Regions from separate parts of the Mus musculus genome. Here region 1 is linked to region 2. Evidence: chromatin contacts called from public promoter capture Hi-C data. All regions are on one chromosome and are shown on one strand. The core of a region is the stretch at or near the end of the contact, and the rest is flanking DNA. Distances in the headings are between cores, read along the strand shown. Region 1 holds the start of Tpm3 (tropomyosin 3, gamma). Region 2 holds the start of Il6ra (interleukin 6 receptor, alpha).

Region 1 (6,107 bases), core at 1,845-4,344, 160 kb after region 2:
TAGAAGTTTGGTTGGAAAGGAGAAAGTAGAGGAGATGCAAACCCCTAACCTTACCCCCCGGAAAGCCCTGGGCAGCTGAGGTGGCATCGAAAGGCAGGTGGCAAAGCTTCTGAGGCGCTGCTGACATGGTGATCCTCTGGAAGCTGGTGCTGTCACACAACAGGGAGGAGAAGAGTTGTGTGGGAGCTTCGGGAAACGGTAGGTGCCCGGATATGAAGCCCTGCCCAGTGTTCTTGAATTACAAAAACATGATCCAGCACACACTGAACACAGTAGAAGAGGGGTTGTGGTGGGGACGGCATGAAGGACAGATAACCAAGACCATATTTGGGGAGTGAAAGACCACAAGGGTCAGTGCCCTTGAAGATGGGTTTCCTCCTGTACATGGTGAGGCTCTGGTTCGTCTCCCTGACCTTTCTTCACAGAGAGGGGAGGGGCCGATGACGACCAGAGTTTGCCTGCCTGCTTCTGTGTGATATGTTTGATATTGGGTTGTTAAATTATGAACCAACTGAATGTCAAGCATACTCTCACAGCAGTAAGGAGACTTGGCACCACCTCCTTGGCTCCGTCAGCCCCTGGGGCTCTGAGACTCTTGTCTGCCTGACTTTCTGGTTTGTTTTCAAGACAGGGTTTTCCTACATAGCCCTGGTGGTCCTGGAGCTCACTATGTAGACAAGGCTGGCTTCAAACTCACAGAAGTCCTCCTGCCTCTGCCTCTGCCGCCTGAGCACTGGGACTAAAGGCACATGCCACCATACCCAGTGCTTGTTTTTTTTTGTTCCTTTTTTGTTTTTTTGTAAAATGTTGGTGATGGGACCCAACACCTCATATTCACTAAGCAAATACTCTACCACTGAGCTATAGACCCAGGTTATTACATTATTTTTTATTTTATATATATATATGTATATGTATATATATATATTTGCTGTCTTCAGACATACCAGAAGAGGGCATCAGATCCCACTACAGAGGATTGTGAGCCACCATGTGGTTGCAGGAATTGAACTCAGGACCGCTGGAAGAGAGCAGTCAGTGCTTTTAACCGCTCAGCCATCTCTCCAGCCCTATGATTTTTTAAAAAGATTTATTTATTTATTTATTTATTTATTTATTTATTTATTTATTTATATGTGAGTACACTGTAGCTGTCTTCAGACACTCCAAAAGAGAGCATCAGATCTCGTTACAGATGGTTGTGAGCCACCCTGTGGTTGTGGGATTTGAACTCAGGACCTTCAGAAGAGCAGTCGGTGCTCTTACCTGCTAAGCCATCTCACCAGCCCCATGATTTGTTTGTTTGTTGTTTTGTTTTTCTAGACAGGGTTTCTCTGTATAGTCCTGGCTGTCTTGGAACTCACTTTGTAGACCAGGCTGGTCTCGAACTCAGAAATCTGCCTGCCTCTGCTTCCCAAGTACTGGGATTAAAGGCATGCACCACCACTGCCCGGCTAAAAGTATCAGTTCTTTGTTGTTGTTGTTGTTGTTGTTGTTTGTTTGTTTTTTGTTTTTCAAGACAAGGTTTCTCTGTGTAGCCCTGGCTGTCCTGGAACTCACTCTGTAGACCAGGCTGGCCTCGAACTCAGAAATCCACCTGCCTCTGCCTCCCAAGTGCTGGGATTAAAGGCATGCACCACCGTGCCTGGCGATTCTTTTTCTAACTAAATTTCTCTCCACAACTCTCCTAAAAGAGATGTATATAGAGCCCATGTTAACCCGGAAGGCTCATGTGGAAGTGGGAGAGAGCTGAAATTTGAGGAGCAACTCTTCATATATCTTGCCCCCTATGGTAGAAAGGATGTATCTCTCCTCCTTGTCTTCTGCTCTTGTCTTTTTCTCCTCTCTATTGCCCTCTTCTCTATCAACCCATACATGTCCTTTCTCTGGTTCTCTCTTGTCCCCTTTTCCTGACTGGCCTCTCAATTGGGGGTGCTTGTTTTCTTTGCTTTCTTCCAACAGTTAGCTGGAAGTCTCTCCTCCCAGTCTGTTAGTATCAGTCTGTTCTTAACAGGGAGGCTCTCGAGAGGGAGCCGGCTCTGCCCCTGCCCCCACCCTGATGCTTGACTCCGGTCCCACACTGCTGTGGTTTAGCCTCAACACTAACTATCCTTGACATTATGAATTAATTAGAACCACTTCTACTTGCTCTGCTAGCTCCAGTCCGGTCACCTTGAACAGTGTCCACTCCTCTGGCATAGATGGGTATATGGCAACTGTGTATGGGATCAATTGCCACCTGTCAATAGCAAGATTCCAAGTGGAATTATGAGCATAGCTGGCACTACACTGGGGGAAGTAGAGCTGGTGGACACTATAATGGCATGGTGGACAGCGGGCTGGGGAGGGGGCCACAGAGGGAGCAGTTGAAGAGGAGTAGAGGAAAGCGACAGTCTTCAGTATGTCAGACCTTCTATTTTAAGGTCGCTATGAGAAAACGTGATCCTGTTCTGTGACCTCCTTGTTTCTCATCCCACTTGACACCCTGAGATACCCTTTCAGATCCCAGGCCTTCAACTTTATCCTATGGCCTTTACAGACTAATGTCTCCTTGCCTATTAGAGAATCCCAAAATAGCCCAGCAATCCCAACTGTCAATCTGGGGGAATTGTCAACGATCATGAGTGACCTCCCATCGTCACTGTTGACCACGCTCCTTAGATACCAGGAATCCAAAGACCAAACCAGTAGAGTTTGGTCCATATCCAATATAGTCCAAGGGGAGAATGAGAGATCTGAAGGCTACTAGGACCCCTCTGGTGGCGAGAACTGCTAAAGTACCCTTCTGTGCTTCAGTGTTCCCCCCTCTTCTGTTCCTCTACTTTTGAGGGACCCACAGAGCTGCCAAGAACGAGTGGAAAGTTTCAAGGTCAGGGAGAACCTCCCCCACCCCCACTTTCCATTGTCTAAAATCAGCCTCAGCTGTTCCTCAATTTTTTTTTTCTTGCTGGTGATGTCAGTCTATCAATGTGTCTGACCCTGTGTTCCCCCAGGGGAACAGTGAAGGGATGGGAGGGAGCTAGAAAGACCATGTTAGGAAGAAGAGGTGGAGCCGCAAGCACAGATAAAGGTTCAAACCTGGGGAACTTTGAGTGACCCGGGTGGCAGCCCTTCCTCTCTGGCCCCAGCCTCCAGTTCTCCAGTGTTCACAGGTGAGCCCACCAACGGTCACAGCTCATGATGGAGGCCATCAAGAAAAAGATGCAGATGCTGAAGTTAGACAAAGAGAATGTTCTGGACCGAGCTGAGCAAGCTGAAGCTGAGCAGAAACAGGCAGAAGAAAGAAGCAAGCAGGTAGGTGCTGGTATGGACCTTTCCCACTTGCTGGTTGCAAGACAGAGATGGTCCAGGCAATGGTGGCACACACCCCTGTAATCCCAGCACTCAGGAGGCTGAGTTTCAAGGCAGCCAGAGGGGCAGGGGGTTCATGGGAGAGGCAGTGACCACTGGGCCAGCTTCTTTTTTGGGTGGGAGGAATGCCCCAGTCTCAATGAAGCCCCTCCCCCTGAACATCTAGGGCAGCAGTTCTCAACCTGAGAGTTGAGACCCCTTTGGGTCATTAACCCTTTCACAGGGGTTGCCTAAGACCATCAGAAAACACAGATACTTACATTATGATTTAAACAGTAGCAAAATTAACAGTTATGAAATAGCAATGAAAATAATTTTATGCGTGGGGGTCTCCACCACATGAGGAACTGTATGAAAAGGTCTCAGCACTAGAAAGGCTGAGCACCATTGCTTTAGGGTAGCCCCTTTGCACTGTCATGTGACCTTGAGAAAGCCGGTGGCCTCTTCCTAGCCACAGTGTGCCTGCAGGACTTAAGTAGAAGTAGACCACATTTTGAAGAATGTCTTACTTCTAAAGCAAAGGGTAAGGAATGATCCAACTCTCTCTGTCTCTCTGTCTCTCTCTGTAACATCACAGAAATAAGCTTCCCCACTAGATGTTTATCATTCAACAGTCTTGCATTAAAGCACCAGATGACTTGGTCACCTTGGGGCCAGACATTATAGGGTCTGAGGTGAAGCCATAGCCTGATGCCTGGAGCATGGCTGAAGAAGTGTGTCTCTCCTGGGGCTGGGCTCAGTGCTCTTTGGAGTCCAAGTATACACTGTTGTGTTTATGTCTTTGTGTGTTACTCTCTGGGCTCTGGCTCCAGCTAGAGGATGAACTAGCAACCATGCAGAAGAAGCTGAAAGGGACAGAGGATGAGCTGGACAAGTATTCGGAAGCTTTAAAGGATGCTCAGGAGAAGCTGGAGCTAGCAGAGAAGAAGGCAGCCGACGTGAGTATTGGGGGATGGCTTATTTGCCTTCTTACCCATAGACTGTGGGGACATATGCCAACATAATACTCTTGCACATGACAATGCGCTGGCATGCTCTTCTGTTGGGGTATACTTTCTTACTCAAAGACATGTTGAGATTGAGGGCATAGTTCAGTGGCAGCATGCTTTCCTAACGTGCATGGATCCCTGGGTTCTACACTAGCACACATGCACGAGAGAGAGAGAGAGAGAGAGAGAGAGAGAGAGAGAGAGATCTCATTTCTGCACTATTCAACCTCCTTCGCAGTAATCTAATGACCTTTTCCAGAACCTGGACAAAGGAGGGGCCTCCACATCCAGATGCATGCTCTCAGGTATCCACTCCCCCACCCCCCCATGCCACATTCTTAGCTTTTGTGTACAAGGTTTGGCATGTGCATGTGTGTATTAATAGGGAGCCTCTCATCTCTCAGTTACCCAAGAAAGCCAGCTTAGATTTCACAATAGAAAATGGAGGTCACACTGACCTTGGCCCTATATGGGTTTATTTGTCCTAGCCAAGGTGGACATCTGCCTTTATGCCATAGAGATGCTACAGAGAACTCTGATCATAGGAGAGCAGTGACGTATCAAGGGTGAACTATAACAGAAACTGGGAAGCAGGCTAAGGCAGTACCCCTAGATCTTACTCTACAGCCCTGAATAAATTACATAGTTCTTAAGAGCCTTTTCCCCTCTTAAAACGAAAATGAATTGCCTCTGCCCACCTCCTACTACAGTTTGGTACCCACTTTCCTTCATTTCCAACACTGACGTTTGCTGCAAAGAGAAACACAAGACTATATAGGACATCTGCTTTGAAGAAAAGTACCACAGGATGGTTTATTTTTTATTTGGGGTGCTGGGGATTAAATTCAGCCCTCCAACCAGCTACATTTACCTAGCCCATAGGGGTTTTAACAAAAACAACAAAAGGATATGTCAGTTACACAGGCATATCATACACAGTTCTCAGCATCCAGGTGAGGAGAAAACTAGAAGCTGATGTTATTTTAAATCATGTTTGGTTTTGGAAAACAGCTTAAAGGACAGAGTGGATCACTCCCGACGGACGCATTTAGATGCTCACGTTCAGTCTTTGCTGGGAGGCATCTGCTCTTCTCTTTCTTTCTTTTTTTTTTTTTTTCTAATATATTTTCTAGATGTATTTATTTGCTGGGCAGTGGTGGCGCACGCCTTTAATCCTAGCACTTGGTAGGCAGAAGCAGGCGGATTTCTGAGTTTGAGGCTAGCCTGGTCTACAGAGTGAGTTCCAGGACAGCCAGGGCTACACAGAGAAACACTGTTTCAAAAAAAAACAACAAAAAAAAAACCAAAAAACAGCCGGGCGTGGTGGCGCACACCTTTAATCCCAGCACTTGGGAGGCAGAGGCAGGCAGATTTCTGAGTTCGAGGCCAGCCTGGTCTACAAAGTGAGCTCCAGGACAGCCAGGGCTATACAGAGAAACCCTGTCTTGAAAACAAACAAACAAACAAACAAACAAAACAAAAAACAAAAAAAAAACCAAAACCAAAACAAAACAAAACAAGATTAATTTACTATATATAACTATTTATTATTACTAATATTTAGATATAAGTACACTGTAGCTGTTTTCAGATAGAAGAGGGTATAATATCTCATTATGGGTGATTGTGAGCCACCATGTGGTTACTGGGATTTGAACTCAGGACCTCTGTTAGAGCAGTCAGTGCTCTTACCCGCCGAGCCATTCTTTAGCCCAGGCTGTCCTCTTTCAAAGTCTCAGTGTAGTGAGTGTTAGAATATACAATACC
Region 2 (5,474 bases), core at 416-2,915:
AAAGGGAAGTGGTGGTGGGGGCGCTGGGGTATGTTGAGTAGTAACTGAGACAGGCAGAGAGGCCCAGTCCTGCTCTCCCAAGATGGAAGAGAGGACCTCAGTCCTGCCTGGCACCATGAACAGCTAAGCGGGGATCTTCTCTTTCATCAGTGTCTTCTCCCCCAGAATCCCACCAGATGATAGTGGTGCTCAGCCTACCCCAGACGCCCTCAGCTGTACCCACAGGAGAACACTGAGACACGGAGGGGCCTGATGCTTCCCATTGCATCTCTCTGAACCTCAGGCTCCTCCCAAAGCTTTATGTCAATCCTGTAGAGGATTAAAAACGTGTAAAATACAGGGTGGGTTAATACCTGAAATCCCAGCACTCAAGAGATAGAGGCAGAAGAGGCACAAGTTTGAGGCCAGCCTGGGTTATGGGAGAGCCTGTCTAATATATATATATATTTTCTTTATATATATATATATAAAGAAAATATAGGTAGGGGTAACAAACCAAGCTTGAGGAATTCTACCTTCCAGGCAGAAAGAAAGCCTGGAAGCCACTGTCCCCACGACCAGCACAGGATAAATCTCCCCCATGTCCTTTGGCTCTTTCTATGTTGTTGAATAAGCCCTCAGCCCCTAAAATAACCTGTAGAGAAGCAGTCTCCCAGTTCCTCCAGAAGAGACCAGGCAGGCTGCTGGGCCTGAAGCCAGAGCCCACAGAGAGGCCTAGACCTACAAGGCAGAGTGCAAGGAAGGTAAACACAGTGCCCCTACCCTACCCTCCGCCTGGTCCACCTGCTAATCAGGGAGGGCTGGGGCAGGGGGCGGAGGCACAGTTCCAAGAGGTCCCACATCCTTTGCTGTCAAACTCACAGGATTGGGATGGATGTGGGTGTTGGCATTCTGCATGCTAGGGCTAGTTGGCTAAAGGAGTAAGTTTGTGAGGCGGGAACACCCATGACTCAGAGCCCATGATGTCAGACCCTTCACCGTCGGGTCACTGTCATTACACACGACATGGAATGTAGTAGAACTAAGGAAAGCCACGCGAGGTGCCACAACTAAAGCAGAGAGAGCCAGTGGCATAAAGGACTCTCCAGAAGGGACTACTACTGTTCCACTAGGGCGCGCCCTCTGGGTATCTCTTTTTGGAGCGACCCGGGATGCAGTTGAGTAAGACTGGGAACACTGGGAACCAGACACCAGAGTCAGGTTTCAGGAAAACACACTGTCCTGTACTCAGACTTGAGGTAACTGGCCAGACACAGACAGGAGCACGCAGTTATAGGCGCTAGACGCAACAGGGGGCGCGCGAACCTCCACCGCGTCAGCACAGGTGAGTCAGCCCAGGCTAGCAGCCGGTACCGGCGGGGCTCACTCTGCGAACGGAACCAGACAGTGTCACATTCCCCACGCCCGCTCCGGGTTCCTCTTACCCAGCGCGCGGCAGCTCCCGAGGACCAGCGCGACCGCGGGCGCGGCCAGCAGGGCGACCAACAGCGTGCAGCCGACGGTCAGCATGCTTCCTTCTACGCGGGACGGCGGGCGGCAGAGCGGCTCCGCAGCCGGGGCCGGGCGGCCGGCAGACTGGGGCAGCGAGAGCAGTCGCCCTCGGCCTCGGGCTCCACACTCAGCTCGCACTGCGAGCGCTCGCCCCGGCGTGGCTCAGATCGGTGTGGGCGCGACTTCCCACATGCACGTGACACACAGCAGCCGGCCGTCCTGGCAACAGTGAAACATTTGAGGAACCGGTGCTGAAGCTCCTCTTGGCAGCCCCGGCTCGCGGTTACGAAAGCCCAGTAGGATGGCGCAATCGGCCAGCGCTCCGGGCCACCGGAGGGGGTTACTTCCTGCAGCCGCGCCACACCTGAGCCCCCAGGGACCCCCACCAGGGCCCCTCCCCAGGTTTTGACGCTGAGATAAGGAGAAATATCCCCCTCCTTCCTTCCATCCGCGCCTCCGCTTGAGTTTTGCTTTCATGAGCGCCAGCCAGTGGCTCTGGCTGTTAAAGTAGAAGGCAGGTCAGTGTCCTGGGTGCTTACGGGAATCAAACAGGGAATCCGAAAAGACACCGATGTCTGCTTCGAGCCCAGAGATTGTGATTTAATTGGTCTGAAGGAAAACTTAGGCGTCCATAACCTGAGAAAAAGATTTCCTCTCATCTTCCAGTGGAGGAGCAGCTCTTTGAAGGCTACTGCAGAGGCAACGAAACCAGTGTGCGCTTTTGAGTCTGGCCCAGAGACACATGTGTTACCCTCCTCAAGATTGCTATCCCGATCCGGAAGTCTCAGTTTTCTCACCTATTAGAGATGTATTTTTAAGCCCATGATAAAGATTCCTGGAAACACTGTCGATGTACCTGGAGCCTAACTGCTCAACAAGGAGTAGGGCTTTGATTACCCATCATGACTTGACTGGACACAAAGGAACCGGCGTTTGCTATTTACCAGACTCCACCAAGGTTCCCTTCCAAGCTACAGAGCTTGAAGCTACAGGGCAGCTTCCCATGCAAATGCAGAGGGAAAGAAACACACTGAAAAGAAAATTTAGGGCTGGTGAGATGGCTCAGCGGTTAAACGCACTGACTGACTTCCGGAGATCATGAGTTCAAATCCCAGCAACATGGTAGCTCACAACCATCTGTAATGAGAAACAAATAAAACCTATGGGCCTGAGCGAGCCGGGCCGGAGCAAGAGGGAGAAGGGAAGGGATAAGAAAAAAAAAAGAAAGAAAAGAAAATGTAGATGGGGAGCCCTGGACCTACACCAGTATGTTTTAATGTATTCTTCCATTTCAGGGTTCAGCTGATTAGAGTCCATGGGGCAACTGGAATGTGTGTGTGCTGGCTGAACCCCTAAATAAGACATGACCTTATTTAAGCAACATGCTGGCCTCAGACCTAGGCATCCACCGCTCTCTGTGGATGTCAGAACCAAACCTGTACCCAGGACAATGGGATTGGTTTTGATGGCACTTCCTCAGCCACGCTATAAGTCGGAGAGAAAGGCATGGTTGTTCTCTCTCCCTGTGGTGGGGCAGGCATTTGGGAAGCAGAAGCAGGTGAATAGCTGTGAGTCTAAGGCCCTGTCTAAAAAAAATACATATTTTTTTCTCCTGCTATTTAAAATGGGATTAAATAGCAAGAGGATGTGGTAGTACACACCTGTAATCCCAAAACTCTGGAGGCTGAGGCAGGAAGATCCAGAGTTCGAGGCAAGCATAGTGGAACTTGCCCTATCTTAAAAATATAATTAATTTCCAACAGACTCTCATTGTGCTGCCTCCTTCCTTTCTGTGGTAAACAGAGACCTGAAAATAATTGCAGAGAGACAAGTTGCTGGCCTGAAACAGGAAGGCTACAGAAGGCTGCCAGCTCAGATAGAAGGAATGTTGAAGGCAAGAGCAGACATCTCAGACACGACCCGGCAACCCTGGCCAAGTGGCTTCCCCCCATCCACCCCGTTTTGATCCTGGAGTGTGGGGGGGGGGGTGTTCCATAGTCAGATGAGTTTAGTTCCCATCCCAGGTCTACTGCTTGATAGCTGTAGGATTTGGGCAAGTTATAGTTAATTTCTCTGTGTTGTTTAGATATTTCTCAACCCTAATTTTAATGATGGTTTTTAAACACTTTAACCTCCCTCCTAGAGGCAGTGGAAATGGAAAGTTATTAGGATACAGGAATTAGGTAGTTAGGATATTAGGAGGTGGATCTGTCTAGAAATTGTTCTTTGGAGCAAATCCCATCCACTTGCAAATACTTGATGAATATAGCAGCAGTCCAGGTCGGTAGTGTCAGGATAACAAACACAAATCAACAGCAGTGTTGGCACAACCTAGCAGAAACAGCCAGGCCTCGGCCGAATCTGCATGAGTTAGCAGGAGTGATTAGGCCTGGAGAAGTTCTTTGCCTTACTTCTCTTAACAAAGTGAAGATCAGCGAAGAAGACCAGGAAGCATTGCAAAGCTAGCTATGCAAGCAAGCCCTTTCCCACTGTCCATTGAGTCTTAGTTATCCGCTCTCCAAACATAACGTGTTCTCAAATGGGTCTCGCCTCAGTATGTGAGTCTGTCTTAGCAAAACTCCACTTGAGTCTGTATCAGCTGACATCACTCTGCCCGAGTCCATGGAAGCAGCAAGAAGCCACCAGAACACCACTAGAAACGTTTCCAGTATGTTTCTCTCTATGGAGTCACAACAAATGGAGCTCAACAATGAAATGTAAGGTGAACTGATCCTTGCATGTAGTTAGAGAAGAATCCTACATCATGGGTCCTTTCACGGGTCTGCTTTAGCAAAACATCCTTTTACCTTGTGTCTGCTTCAGGAAAATACTCCTTCATGTCACATGTTTGCCCCAGCAAAATACCATGCCACACAACTGACTTTCCAAAGAACTCAAGTTTCTACTTCATCTCAGAGCCTTTTTTACTGATTTGTGTGGTAAGAATTTATAATATACAAAGTATTAGTGTTGTGCTTCAAGTCCTGGTATGATGGCTCCTGCCTTTAATCCCAGCACTTGGGAGGCAGAAGCAGGCATATCTCTGTGAGTTTAAGGCCAGCCTGGTCCACAGAGTGAGTTCCAGGTCATCCAGGGCTACACAGAGAGTCCACCTTCACTTTCCCACCCTCTTTCCTGTACCAGAGCCTTGCGTGTAGGTAAGTTTCTACAATGATGTCCGTGGTTTCTAATCTGCATGCCTTGTTCAAGCTTATCCTCTGGCCAGGCCTTCCTTTCCTTTAGTCTTACACCCTACTCTGCCCTCACACTCGTCTCTGACAGGCACGGTGGTGGATGATTGTAATTCTGGCACTGAAGAGGCTAAGGGGGAAACGTGGCAAGGTTCTGGCCACGCTGGACAAGACCCTATTAAAAAAAAAAAAAGCCAAGCATAGCTGTGAACACATGTATCCTCAGTATCCAGGAAGGAAAGATAAAATTACCCCAAGTGTGGGCCCAACGTAATCCACAAGTTAAAAAAAAAAAAAAAAAAAAAAAAAAGCCAAACCTGGACTTGGCTGTCTTTTTCAGAAAACTCAATGGTCTCTTTCCTCAATTCCAAGAAAGCTGTCATCCACTGGTTAGCTTGGGTGCCAGAGTCCTGTGTTCCTCCCAAATGCCATGTGACTTTGTTTACCACCCTGCCTTCCCTGTCACCCTGAAGAACTCATCTCTGCATCTCCTGCTGAAGGGCCCAACACATACTGAAGATCTCTATCTAAGGTAAGGAAAGACATTCCTCAGGGCTCTGAGCAGTCTCTTTCCTCCTTGGAGGCTGTCTGAACTCTACACTTAGTGGAAGTTCAGTTTTCCAGCCAACATTCCAGGTTGTTACGACAACACTGTTAAGGAGGAGAGAAATCAAACCTGTGTGTATGAGCTTTGCTGACAACCCCCACCCCATGAACCTCCCACCCCAAGTCAGACTCCTGCTACCTGTCCCCAGGAGTTACCAGCCCCTCCTGGGTGCCTGCCAACTCCAG

What was found. Promoter capture Hi-C pulls out the DNA fragments that hold promoters and counts their contacts.
Region 1: a contact with region 2 is called in a promoter capture Hi-C map of the HPC-7 cell line. The contact joins the promoter of Tpm3 here to the promoter of Il6ra in region 2. A contact is called at or near these places in 25 of 39 promoter capture datasets (the 3T3-L1 cell line, 3T3-L1-derived adipocytes, the C10 cell line and 16 more), 6 of 484 Hi-C or Micro-C datasets (bone marrow-derived macrophages, embryonic stem cells, hematopoietic stem and progenitor cells and 1 more), 9 of 115 datasets of contacts at active chromatin or transcription factors (the HPC-7 cell line, bone marrow-derived macrophages, effector CD8 T cells and 6 more) and 4 of 9 other capture datasets (adipose tissue, liver, macrophages and 1 more).

The regions. Positions count from the first base shown.
Region 1 is chr3:90,069,557-90,075,663 of GRCm38.p6, forward strand. It overlaps Tpm3 (tropomyosin 3, gamma), which reads left to right and starts at 3,095. Exons shown (of 10, transcript NM_001293748.1): 1 at 3,095-3,294; 2 at 4,164-4,289. The coding sequence starts at 3,178. It overlaps Mir190b (microRNA 190b), which reads left to right and starts at 464; the gene lies at 464-543.
Region 2 is chr3:89,911,531-89,917,004 of GRCm38.p6, forward strand. It overlaps Il6ra (interleukin 6 receptor, alpha), which reads right to left and starts at 1,666. Exons shown (of 10, transcript NM_001310676.1): 1 at 1,425-1,666. The coding sequence starts at 1,509.